Regions from separate parts of the Mus musculus genome. Here region 2 is linked to region 1. A link is a contact called in public HiChIP or PLAC-seq data. All regions are on one chromosome and are shown on one strand. The core of a region is the stretch at or near the end of the contact, and the rest is flanking DNA. Distances in the headings are between cores, read along the strand shown. Region 1 has its middle 16 kb from the start of Gm22307. Region 2 has its middle 19 kb from the start of Mrpl15.

Evidence for each region. HiChIP or PLAC-seq counts read pairs in DNA pulled down with a chosen protein or histone mark.
Region 2: a contact with region 1 is called in an H3K27ac HiChIP or PLAC-seq map of extraembryonic endoderm stem cells. The contact joins two enhancer-like sites. A contact is called at or near these places in 1 of 15 datasets of contacts at CTCF or cohesin (stem cell-derived epiblast-like cells), 2 of 484 Hi-C or Micro-C datasets (forebrain and nephron progenitors) and 8 of 115 datasets of contacts at active chromatin or transcription factors (cardiomyocytes, differentiating embryonic stem cells, embryonic stem cells and 4 more).

The regions. Positions count from the first base shown.
Region 1 is chr1:4,543,428-4,546,109 of GRCm38.p6, reverse strand. No RefSeq gene overlaps it. Among named protein-coding and RNA genes, the nearest start is that of Gm22307, 16 kb to the right of the region's middle. Within about 2 kb of position 1,304, at least 33 of the 459 cell types and tissues checked have an H3K27ac peak or open chromatin away from gene starts, as enhancers often do. A contact at or near this core is called in extraembryonic endoderm stem cells, where this site is marked.
Region 2 is chr1:4,765,604-4,768,285 of GRCm38.p6, reverse strand. No RefSeq gene overlaps it. Among named protein-coding and RNA genes, the nearest start is that of Mrpl15, 19 kb to the left of the region's middle. Within about 2 kb of position 1,370, at least 17 of the 459 cell types and tissues checked have an H3K27ac peak or open chromatin away from gene starts, as enhancers often do. A contact at or near this core is called in extraembryonic endoderm stem cells, where this site is marked.

The DNA.
Region 1 (2,682 bases), core at 55-2,554:
CAAGTACACATTGGAACACATATGGGCTAGCAGACCCCTTGGAGAACACACAGGGAGGAAGAGTGGCTTCCTCTGCTCAGCAGAGATCGCAAGACACACATGGCCCAAACTGGAGTTTGAGAGGTTGGTGATTCAGGTCTATGCATTGAAGACCATGCATAAGGCACACAGAAAACCACTCTGCAGTATGGTAGAGACTGGATGAGAACTTTGCTATAATTGAATCCTGGTCTCTGGCTGAGTTCACTAGTGAAGAACAACATCAGAATCTCTAAGTATGGTCCTAATTGTCAGAAAGTGCTGAATAAATGAGGGAATGACTGAGGGGTTACTGTGTGTGTGTGTTTATGTGCACATGCATGTGGAAGCCAGAGGAAAACCATGGGTATCACTGAAAATGCCAGTGAAGACGGGGTCTCTTTCTGGGATTCGCACTCACCAGTTAGCCTAGGCTATTTTGCAAGACCCAGGGATCTGCCTGTTCAATACCAATGGGATTACAGCACTTGCCTCCATGCCTGGCTTTTCACATGGATGCTGGGAATTGAATTGAGGTCCTTAAGTTTGTGTGCTCATCACACTCTCAGCTAAGCTATTTTCTCAACTCCTGAGTGGTTGTTTCAGTTCATTAAGCTGTCTCATTATTTGTGTTGTTTATATTTAAAATATGAATATATCTCAAGTGTCTAGAAAGTAAAAGGGCACACATTACAAGCAGAAGTGAAATAAAATGTCCAGGTCGCTGGTGGCTAACTACCCAGGGTTCCTATCCCAGTGTCACTGATGTTAAATGAGTTATTTAACTGCCTGGTGTCTCTGGGTACTGAAAACTCTGACAGCACCAAACTGAACATGCTATCATCAAGGTAAAATGAGTTTGGATTTGCAAAGTCCCTAACCTAAAACTTGGTAACAATTCCTAATAACTGTGCAATTACTATTAAATAATAGAAATTCTAATACCTCACATTTTGATTTAATAGCATTACCTGTTAAGACTGAGTCCCCTGAGAGTTGTGATTCCCAAAGCCCTCCTTCCCACCGCATTGCTATCCGTTTCCTGTCTCTCACATATGCTTGTGGTATATGTCACTGATCTATTTGTCTGCAACAGAGAGAACATAGCTTCCTTGCTAGACACCATGTGAAAATTTGGAGGCAGCTATAAGGTCATAATATTTCAAAGTCTGCATGACTATTCCTTCTTATCCAAAGCACCACGGAGACAGTTGTTCACTTACCAGTGATCCTTCAGAACTCTGCTCCAGAAGGCTAATGAAATAGCAGGGTGGAGCTAGAGAGCTGGCTCAGCTGTAAAGGCACTTGCTAATCAAGCTGGATGTGTATGATCTCTGAACTCATGGTAGAAAGAGAGAGTTGACTCCTGAAAGTTGTTCTCTGACCTCCCCTGCACTATTAACATAAATGGGAAAAAGTAAATGTAAAAAGACAGAGATTGAGGAAAGACACCTGATGTTTACCTGTAACCGCTTACATCAACGGAAAAGGAAAAACAAAAACAAACAAACAAACAAACAAACAAACAGTAATTTGGCCCAGTTGTGCAGTGTTGAGGGTTCCTGTGGCATTCTCTTCACACTTTCTGTTTATTGGATGTTGGTTTTTAATTGTACTGTTCAGCCAACCCCACAGCCTGTGCTTTTGTGTACAGAAAAACTGTATCAAGCCAAAGTGCAGAACAACAGACAGCAGCCTTGGGGCTTTCACTTTTAAAGAGTTTCCAAGCACCCAGCCCTTTTCCTAAAGGGCTCTTTTCCCTTTTATGGATGAGCACCTGGCTCCAAGACAGTGTAAACAGAACTTCCTGCCCCAGGGACGGGCTGGCTCCTGCAGGAGCCCAGGGATCCTTTGGGAAAAGTTGATAGGAACTGTGAGCTGTGTGTGACCTGAGGCTCAGCAGCCAGCTGAGCCAAAAGGGAGGGAAGCACGTTTAACAGCCCCTTTGTGTGGACTCTGGTCCCAGAAGCACTTCTGGGAAAGTAAGTCTGATGCCGTACACACAGTTCTTGCAAAGAATGGCAGGGAAGCTGGCCTGGAGAGCGCCAGGCCCAGATTAGGCGCCTGAATCCTGGACCGAAGTAATTGGAGGAATTGAGAGATGTCTGGAGTTCCCATAGTTCCAAGATCCTGGGCTTCAGTGTGCAGAGCAGGAGGGTTAACAACTAGGAGCTCCGTGGGGGAGCAGTAGCATAGCCTAGCAAGTCCCAGGGTTGAAGAAAGAAGACAGGAAGAAACCAAATGGCTTCTGTACATCTTAAATGGAGTTCAGCAGTCCATAATTTTCAGATTGCTAAATGCTTGCTAAGGGCATGGAAGTTAAAATGCTTTGTTCTCTCTTGGACTTTAATGTTTTCCCATACTTTTAAATGATTATGGTAAAAACATTGATCCTATGGCTGGCATAACAGTTTTGATTCACTCTGATAAATTTTGCCTTTCGTGCTAATGAGCCCCATAATCTCACTCTCAGCAACAGAAAAGAAGAAATGAAAACTGTATTTAAGTGTGTAAATCTCATGCAAGGCCTGAGCTTTACCACCAAGCCTCACCCTACATAAATGTCATTTTGATGGTAACTACCATTCCCTGAGAAGCTAACATTTCCCTGTATCAAGCAATAAGTTAATCTCGTAGCCTTCATCAGTTAAACTAGTTGAGAGA
Region 2 (2,682 bases), core at 121-2,620, 220 kb before region 1:
AGAAGGAGATTAGAAGATTAAAAATGTGACATATAATATGTAAATTCTGCTCTATACAATATTATGGAGAAAAAGGTTTTAAAATATCACCATTAAAATAAAAAAAAAATTAAAACAAACAACACAAAACAAACAAAAGCCCAGAAACAATAGATTACAAGTTCAGGTAAATATTTGGAAATAATATCGCTCACTTTATATCATCGGTCAGGATGAAGCCACAATAAGAATTAGTAAGTCGTACTGAAGAATACTTGCTTTAAACTGTGTGTGTGACTGACTTCAGGAAACACACTCATTAAAGAGATGTGAAAAATACAAGAAAGATGGCATCATTTTTTAATGATATAAATAAACTGCGGAACCTTTAGCCTATTAAACATCATCAAAGACATCCAGTCAAGGTCACTGATAAAAATGAACTTCCTGCTTCTTTCCTTTAGAATAAACAGATCTATAAATTGAGACTTGAGGCCTACAGCTACAGGGAGCGCCCAGCAATAGCCACAACATGACAGCAGCAGTGGCAAGCACCTCCAGTCTTGCTCCTGTGCCTCGGGCCAAGCACAGATGTCCTGGCTCCTCACCCTCTTGTAAGCTTGCAGAAATGAGATGGCAGATACTCAGCCGCTCCAGGTTTTAATGGCTGTTTTCTGAACTTGGGTCAAGCACAGATGTCCTTATTTCTACCACCCAGCTGATCAGCCTGTTGATACATCTTGTGGTTTTAAGGCTTACTATCTTCAGGAGTGGACTTGTGGGAAGCATGGCGACCGTGTGCACGAGCACCAGAGGAAGCAGAACTAGGATGCGCTGTCAGGGCTGGGCTAAAGAGGCACTTAGAAACTGTTATAGGCCGGGCAGTGGTGGCGCACGCCTTTAATCCCAGCACTTGTGAGGCAGAGGCAGGCGGATTTCTGAGTTCGAGGCCAGCCTGGTCTACAGAGTGAGTTCCAGGACAGCCAGGGCTATACAGAGAAACCCTGTCTCGAAAAAACAAAACAAAACAAAATAACAACAACAAAAAGGAAACTGTTATAGATCCAGATGTGGATTCCTAGAAGGAACAGCTCCCACAGCAGCTGTGTAGCCCAGGCTCGTTCTGAGGACTTCATTGATCTGTTGCAAAACAAATGTTCTACTTTCAAAAACTAGAAGAAAAAAAGTGAGAGAAATATCAAACTTTATCAAATGTGGATGGAAGGTGAGGAGAACCGCAGTGTTTGGGTTAAAAACATCGGATTCAAGAAGGCATCCAAAACAGTATGTAAAGGTTACAGTCTGGCGACAGCTCTCAACAGTAGCGTGGCCTGCTGCTGCCTGCTGCTGCCGTCTGCTGCCTTGTGTAGGATGGGGAGAGCGTGTTCTGCTCTTTGTTCTACTTCCCGTTCAGGGGAGGAACTCTTTCCCACCTCCTGCCTGGCTCTCTCAGGGTGAGAAACATATAGTAGTATCAAGATCATAATTAGAACGCAGTGTCCCAAATCCTATTATAACACAAAAGAAAACCAACAGGGCTGTTTCTGGCTCCTCAGTACAGTGTGTAATAACCACACTAGCTTGTTAGAGGCGGGGAAAGTGAAGAAAGACAAAGGTTATTCAGCCGTTCTCACTGAACCGTAAGGAATGTGTCCTGTGTGTGGTAACTTGCTGAGTAGCTCTGGGTCTCAGCTCTGTGTCACTGGACATCATGGACACTCACCAAGAGATCTCACTATCAAGAGCAGGTCTTACAGCTCTTTTTTTTTTTTTTTTTTTTTTTGGTTTTTCGAGACAGGGTTTCTCTGTGTAGCCCTGGTTGTCCTGGAACTCACTTTGTAGACCAGGCTGGCCTCGAACTCAGAAATCTGCCTGCCTCTGCCTCCCGAGTGCTGGGATTAAAGGCGTGCGCCACCATGCCCGGCTGATCTTATAGCTCTTACGCAGAGCCAATGCAAGGTCCAATGCAAGGTCCACTCTTCTTGGCCTTCCCAAGATAATTTTGTGAGTGAACTCACAGATCAACCCACTCTACAAAACTAAGCATCAAAGCCTCAATATTTTAAAGTACTCAACTCCTACAGGCAAAAACCAAAAATAAGCTGGAGAGATGGCTCTGTGATTAAGAGCACTTACTGCTCTTCCAGAGGTCCTCAGTTCAATGCCCAGCATATCAGGTGGCTCAGAACCCCCTGTCACTCCCTCTCAAGACGATGTGCCACCCACTTGTGGCCTCATAGGCACTGATTACACACGCACACTCACATGCTTGCACATACATTTCAGAGAAAGCTGGGAGTGGCTGTACATGTTTAATCCAGCACTAGCACTCGGGAGGCAGAGGGAGGTCCATCTCTGTGAGTTTGAGACAACCTGGTCTACATAGTGAGATCTGGGAAAGCCAGAGCTGCATAGTGCAACTGTCTCAAAAAGTTTTTTTTCTTTTCTTTTCTTTTCTTTTCTTTTCTTTTCTTTTCTTTTCTTTTCTTTTCTTTCCTTTCCTTTCCTTTCCTTTCCTTTCCTTTCCTTTCCTTTCCTTTCCTTTTCTTTCTCTTTTTCCTTCTCTTCTCTTCTCTTCTCTTCTCTTCTCTTCTCTTCTCTTCTCTTCTCTTCTCTTCTCCTCTCCTCTCCTCTCCTCTCCTCCCCTCCCCTCCCCTCCCCTCCCCTCCCCTCCCCTCCCCTCCCCTCCCCTCCTTTTCTTTT